Linked DNA regions of Sus scrofa: region 1 is linked to region 2. A link is a contact called in public HiChIP or PLAC-seq data. All regions are on one chromosome and are shown on one strand. Each heading gives the region's core, a stretch centred on a gene start, on an enhancer-like site or on the middle of the called end of the contact. The rest is flanking DNA. Distances are from core to core; before and after follow the strand shown. Region 1 overlaps SNX9 (sorting nexin-9). Region 2 overlaps SYNJ2 (synaptojanin-2).

Evidence for each region. HiChIP or PLAC-seq counts read pairs in DNA pulled down with a chosen protein or histone mark.
Region 1: a contact with region 2 is called in an H3K27ac HiChIP or PLAC-seq map of skeletal muscle. The contact joins two enhancer-like sites. A contact is called at or near these places in 3 of 5 promoter capture datasets (fetal liver, fetal skeletal muscle and liver), 32 of 47 Hi-C or Micro-C datasets (adipocytes, adipose tissue, alveolar macrophages and 17 more) and 1 of 2 datasets of contacts at active chromatin or transcription factors (skeletal muscle).

Annotation. Positions count from the first base shown.
Region 1 is chr1:9,129,240-9,132,574 of Sscrofa11.1, forward strand. SNX9 (sorting nexin-9) reads right to left here. Exons shown (of 18, transcript XM_003353171.4): 18 at 1,121-2,654. The coding sequence ends at 2,607. Among named protein-coding and RNA genes, the nearest start is that of SYNJ2, 22 kb to the left of the region's middle. Within about 2 kb of position 1,717, at least 14 of the 83 cell types and tissues checked have an H3K27ac peak or open chromatin away from gene starts, as enhancers often do. A contact at or near this core is called in adipose tissue, liver, retroperitoneal adipose tissue and 1 more, where this site is marked.
Region 2 is chr1:9,047,196-9,050,328 of Sscrofa11.1, forward strand. SYNJ2 (synaptojanin-2) reads right to left here. Exons shown (of 28, transcript XM_021086423.1): 8 at 611-783. Among named protein-coding and RNA genes, the nearest start is that of SYNJ2, 60 kb to the right of the region's middle. Within about 2 kb of position 1,641, at least 43 of the 83 cell types and tissues checked have an H3K27ac peak or open chromatin away from gene starts, as enhancers often do. A contact at or near this core is called in adipose tissue, liver, retroperitoneal adipose tissue and 1 more, where this site is marked.

The DNA.
Region 1 (3,335 bases), core at 467-2,966, 82 kb after region 2:
AGCAATGATTCCACTCAACTGGAAGCTGGCACGGCCACCCAGCCACTTTGGCTCTTGTGTCCCGGAATCAAGAGGAAAGAAGGGAGCTGCTGTGCTGGCTGGTGAGGCTGCCGCTGCCCAAGGGGAGAGTGGACCCCACTCCACCCTGGGGGAAAGGTCAGGGGAGCATGTCTAAGGAGATTGCTTAGGGCATCTCTTCATGGTCCCAGCCCCTGAGACCAGGGTCAACAGAAACCACAACTCACTCCAGGCGGGAATATGCACAGTATGGAGCCTCCTGAAAAACTAAACTGTCACCATGTGACCAGCAATCCCACTCCTGCGCATATATCCAGAGAAAACTAACATGAAAAGACACACGCACCTGGATGTTCACAGCAGCACTATTCACGACAGCCAAGACACGGAAGCCACCTAATGTCCACACACAGAGGGGTGGGTAAAGGTGTGACACACACATGCAGGAATATTACTCAGCCATGAAAGAGAGTGAAATAATGCCACCTGCAGCAACAGGAATACAAACGGCCCATTCTCTTCAGGAGAGAAGGTCTGGGTCATCCCTTCAGGGAAAGAACCACAACCGTGGGCACCTGCGGAAGGCCAAGCGACCGTGGTAGGGGTCGTGGAGTAAGGTGGGTACAAACACCAGCCGTGACGTGACACACAGAAACGAGCACTCTGTCGTGAATACTTCCTTATTTTGTTCAGCATGTGTGTGTATGAAGCAAATACCTTTGTTTTTCCCCTTATTCTCTTACCGTGTCATGTAAGGTTTTTACAGCACAGAATTGTTACAGGGTGTCCAGAAGAGTAAGACCACTTGAGGCGTGAAGACACACGCTCAGCCTGTAGGTCTGTAGGTTGTCTCTCTAGAGACCCTAACACGCTGGGCGTCGGTCTGTTTCCTCACAGCTCTTCGGGTGACTGGGACATGATTCCAGGATTGATAAGGAATTAGAATTATTAATTCATGTCAGGAGAAATAAGTATTGGGGAAAAACTCACTACCTGGACTCTTTTCAGCAGCTGGCAACAAGAAACAACCATTCCCTCCTCCCCCCAAAAATCACACAAAAACACCAACAAGTGTCTTGAAAAAGTGCTTGAGAATTTACTGTACAGTTTTTTTTTTAACAATTTATTTATATATGTTGGCTTCTACATGCTCTTACATTTGTGTAAAACATTTATACATATTCTTTACAATTTGTACATATATTAAATGGCTGTATCATAAACACTGCTCTATGAGTTTTTATAAAAGAAAAATCAAGTGGGGAAAATTACTTATAAAACAGGAACAAAAACCCGTGATACTGAGGAACAAGACGTTCTCATTTGCTTTCCACTTCTACTTAGTTTTTGGTGTCACTTTTTTTGTGCTGGCCCAAAATTGCCATTTTCTAGAATATAACCAATCGGTCAGAAAAGTGAAAGCGGGGGGGGGGGGGGGAACGGGACGATGCAGTAAGGCCGCTGTGGAGAACGGGCGTCCGCGGGAGGCGCGTGTCTGCGAGGTTTGCTTTGTGCCCCTCGGCGACGTCCTAGCGGTGGGGACGAGGGTCTGCCGCGTGGGACACAGTCGGGCGCCGACTCTGCGCTCCTTCTCCGACGCCAGGCTGGGGGCGGCTGCGCGCAGGGCAGGCCGGCGGCCTCCGCATCGGCCCCTCGACGCGCCCCCTGCTGGGGACGGGCGGCTCCTCCAACCCGCGCCTTGCTCTTCGGGCAAAGGCCGGCTCCTCGACAGTCACGCAAATCGCCAACGGTGCTTTCCCCGCACTCCTCACCGCGACTCGGCCCCAGCGCCGAGACGAAAGCGAGTGGGGGGCAGTGGCCCCGAGGAGCAGGCTTCCAGCACGCAGGTCACAGGCCGCTCCTGCCCTGGGAGCAGGGGCTCCCTGCGGGGAGTCTTCCAGCGCCCAGCACGCCCTGCCCGGGCGCAGGCTGAGGCCCTTCAGAAACTCTGCGGGGTGGGAGGCGGGCAGCGGGCCGGGGAGCTGATCCTGGGCTCCTGCCCAGCCAGGTCCTCTGAAGGGACATGGGCGGCCCACCCACTGGGACTTGGGGTGCCGGGCCGGGCCCCAAGAGCCCCTCTGCTTCCTCCCTCCTGAGTCATAAATATGTCAGTGAAAGGCATGTGGGTTTTCCTAAATAGACAGGAATCCCAAAGGGCTAGAAAGAGTTATAAAAATATACAAACATATATTTTTTATTCTGCATATTTCATATTTTTAAGAAAGCAATTAGTAATCTGACATTGGGTAAGGACTAGAAGATCATGGGTGATTCATAAATTAAAATTTTATGTAAAATATCAGTGAGGGAAATCCCTAATTTTCCCTTCAAAATTCTGCTGACTTTAAGTACTTTCCAAAAATAGACAACTTCCACCGGCTTAGGCGATGGATGTGGAAGGAACAAAAGAAGAATATCCCTAAATAACTGATGCATTTAGGCTGGTTTACAAAGTAAATGCCATTTTTTCAACTGTTTCTTTTTGGTTTTCTTTTCTGTTTTTTGGATGAGGGAAAAAAAAATTACATTGCATTGCCCCAAGTCAGGAAGAAGCACTTCGGCAGCGTGTCTTGACGTGCTGTCCGCGCCTACATCACCGGGAAGCGGCCGAGGGCCTGCCTCAGCTTTTCCGCGATCTGGCGAGAAACACAACTGTGTCACTCCAGCTGTGACGTCAGTGACTCTCCTATTTCCATCTCTTATGAGTTAAACATTAGCAAAATTCCAATATTTTAACTGGTCTGGGCCCCCAGACCCTTCCAGCACCAGGCAGTGCAGAGACCCCCTCAACCCCGGGGGCGGGCTGCTGGCGGGGGCTCCCGGGTGGCAGGAAGGCCACTCCTTCCCGTGGCAGGCGACGAACCTGGCCTCTCCCGGAGCAGCATCTGCAGCCCCTCCGCCTGCCCTCAGGGAGCTGGGGGACCGGGTCTCTGCGCTGGGCCCACTCCGCAGCCTTCCCGGGCATCTGTGCAGTCCTGAGCCTCGGGGGACCAGCAGCCCCCGACCAGGCTCTGCCGCTGCCCCACAGCATGGAGACAGGTCGCACCCTCACCTTGTCCCTGAGACCAGCTGTTTCCAGCCACAACCGACAATGTGCACGGAGCAGGTCAGCGCGGCTCCCTGCTGAGGACGGGCGGTGAGCACCCAGAGACGACACAGGCGAGGGCCTACAACTGGGGCTTGCCCACCACTGTCCCTGAACACACAGGAGATGATACCACGGAAAGAGCGGGAAACTGCGGAAGCCGCTCGGCAGCCAGCACGTGGTCGATGGTAAAGCCACCGAACCCGTCATTCCCATTTACACGCTACACACT
Region 2 (3,133 bases), core at 391-2,890:
AAAGTGGCCCTAACTAGAGGGTGTGGGGACACCCGTCTCCAGAGGGAGGGAAACAAGGCCAAGTGCGCTGGCCCCACCTCAGCCGGAAACGTGCACAGCGGGCGCCTCGCATCGTCACCCTTCTGAGCCCTGCGGATGACCCAGAGCGCTCCAGGAACTTGGTTTGAGGCTCGCAGATAAACTCGAGCAAGCGGGCAAATTTGTAAATCCGGAATCTGCAAGTAACGAGGATTCACTGCACTGATTCGGGAAATGGGATTTCCTTCCTCTCTCCCCTCGGAACAGAGAAATCCACATCTGTTTCCTTGGTCACCTGGGTTTGTGCCAGCTGTGTCCCCTCTCCCTCTTCCCGGTTTTCTCACAGTGTGCATGATAAGTTATGCGGTCCCAAGGCCGCACCGTTTCACCGAGGCCCCTGCATTACTATGTGTATTTTGCCTGAAAACCATGACTTATCATCAACTCCCAACATTGACAAGCACGCCGCACGGCAGGAAGGGAGAGGAGAAGCTGGAGCCCGACGGGCTGACATCGCGGAGCCCGGAGCCCCGGAGCCGCGAGGGCGGGCACGCGCTCCCCCAGCGGGAGGACCAGACGCAGCGAGACTCACCGTGGACTTACATTCTCGCCCGTGGTGAACACATCAAAGTCATCCCAGTGCAGCTTCAACTGGGGCCTCAGCAGGTTCTCCAATTTCTCTAGCTTCCCGCCTTTAGCAAACTGATGCAAGTCAAAGTTTATCATAGGTGTGTCGCCGGCGTGGCAGGAAGCCCAGAGCAGCTTCTGGAAGGGGAAGGGAGAGGGTGGCAGGACACCTGAGTGCGGACCGTGCCGTGTGACAGAGCACGGGGGAGAGCTGGAAGGCCTTCGGTGGACCCACTGACCAGCCCTGACCCGGAAAGGGCAGCGCAGAACAAAGACCCTGGGGACAAAACCACAAACAGTGTCCTGCCTGCAGGAGGGAAGAGGGTCCACGCTGGACAGGACGGTCAGAGCAGGCGTGGCTCCCCGGGGGCGCCCAGGGCCCCGCACCGACATCACCTCCCTCGGGGCTCTACCGAGGGTGCTGACGGGGAAGGACTGCTCTGTTCTGCAGGCACCTGAGGGCCATGGGCGCTCCAGGTACAGGGCAGTGCCCCAGGCTGCGGAGCTCATAATCCAGCTCCCGTTGCCCTAGTGACCAGCCAAGCCTCCGGGAGGGTGTGCTCAGGAGCAGCCAAGGCCCCCAGCCAGCACACCTCCAGGCCACCCCATGAGGGGAGGTGCCGCCCAATGGAGCTCCAGGGTCGGGGAGATGGGGCTCAGGGCCAGCAGCCCTGCCCCCCGCCTGGGCCCAGGTCCAGCCTGGGAGCTGGAGCAAAGGCCGAGCCAGAGATGGAGAAACATGGCAGGTGGATTCCAGGCAGGCGAGGCGTCCTGGCAGAGGTCTCCCTTCCACCCAGAGCACCTCAGCCAGCAAGCCCTCAGCACTCTGACCAGGCGGCCCCCATGGCAAAGGACGAACCCCGCTTTCCCAGGGCACCTGCCCTCGGCCGCCCACCAGATCCTCCTGCGTGGCTTCAGGTCAGGCTTGTCCAGCATTGCCAGCCAGGGTCACTGACTAGAAGGGCTCTGGGCCATCTGGTTCCTGTGACTCCCCAGGCACCAGACTGCAGATCAACACGCAGCCGCCGTCATCAGGAAGGTCTCGCTGTGTGGAAGAGTCAGCCCAGCTGAAGCATGCGCTTGGTGGCTTCATATTCTGGAGCAAATACCTGGTCTCTGTGGTCAGAGGCTGGCTGCTGGTGCATGGACCTCGGTGGGCACGTCAGTGTGGCAGAGCTGACAGGATGAGGGAGCTCCCTTCGGGGGACACCCCAGTCAGGACCACGACCCAGGTCTTTCCAGGTAGCATCTGCTTCTTACCTCCTACCTGCCCAGGAGCCTGCCCTCCCCCACTGGGCCACAGGCCTGCTGCCATCACCACCTTTCCTGCCCAGAGGTCCACCAGCTGATGGGGAGATGCTGAGGACACCTCCCCAAAATCAAGGCACAAAGGGGAAAAAAATCCTTGAGGGTTTTTTTTTTTTCCCTTTCTTTTTCTTCCTTAAAATAAGCTGCCAACACTGCTGCCAAGATGGGTGGGAGGGGAGAGACTTTTCAAGCTTGTTGCCAATAGCAACAAACCAAACAGGAAAAGCAGGTCTGGCCAAATGAAACTGGCCACCAGAACGTCTCTGAAAGCACGTGGCTTTCCTCCGCAGAGGGAAATGAGCACCAGCTGGACTCAGCTTCCCCGGGCCAGGAGCCAGGACTCCCCAGGAGTGAAGTCTGACTTCACATTCTCTCCACGAGGGGCCCCCTTGAGCTCTCAACAACCACAGGGCTTTTTTTCCCATCCAGCGGTGGCTTTGAGCAGCTGGAAAAGAGCTGTGGAGCCCACGGCCACAGCTCATTCTGCAGCTTTGTCCACAGTGGGCTGAAAACACACGGAAGCAGTGGGGACTCGGAGATGCGGGCAAGGTGGGCCTTGCTCTTACTGCTTCCTCCCCCGACGTGTGTCGGGAAGCCTCGGGGGGCCCACAGAGCACTGGGCACAGGAAGCAGCTTTCCAGGGCAGCCCAAACAAGAATGGAATATTTGAAGACGCCAAGTCAGCAGGAGGAAATCATGGAAGATGGCTCACTTTAAACCCAGCAGGGACTCTGAAGAGCCACTCAGGCACCAGTGCCCTGTGGGTGTCGGTACGAACCTGCCAGGAGCCGCTGGTCAGCAGCTGAGCCAGACCAGCAAGGAAGGAGGCAACTCCAAGTCCCTGAGCAGGTCAAGGGTGAAGCCCAAACATACGTGTGCACATGCACGCACACACGCGTGCATCTAAGAGAGCCAGGGACAGGCCCCGCCGTCCAGAGTCCTCAATGCCCCATGGGGAGCGCTGGAACAAAAACATGCTATAAAATTGGGTTATGATGATCATCGTACAAGTCCAAATGTAATAAAGTTCATTGAGTAATTTAAAAACTTAACACTAAAAACGAAAAGAACATTCGTCCAGAAAAAAACCCAAAAAACAACCAAAAAAACACACCTGGAGATGGGAGATGCTTTGTTTTCATTTTGAGCAAATTCCCCAGCCACCGCCCCCCAAAATTAA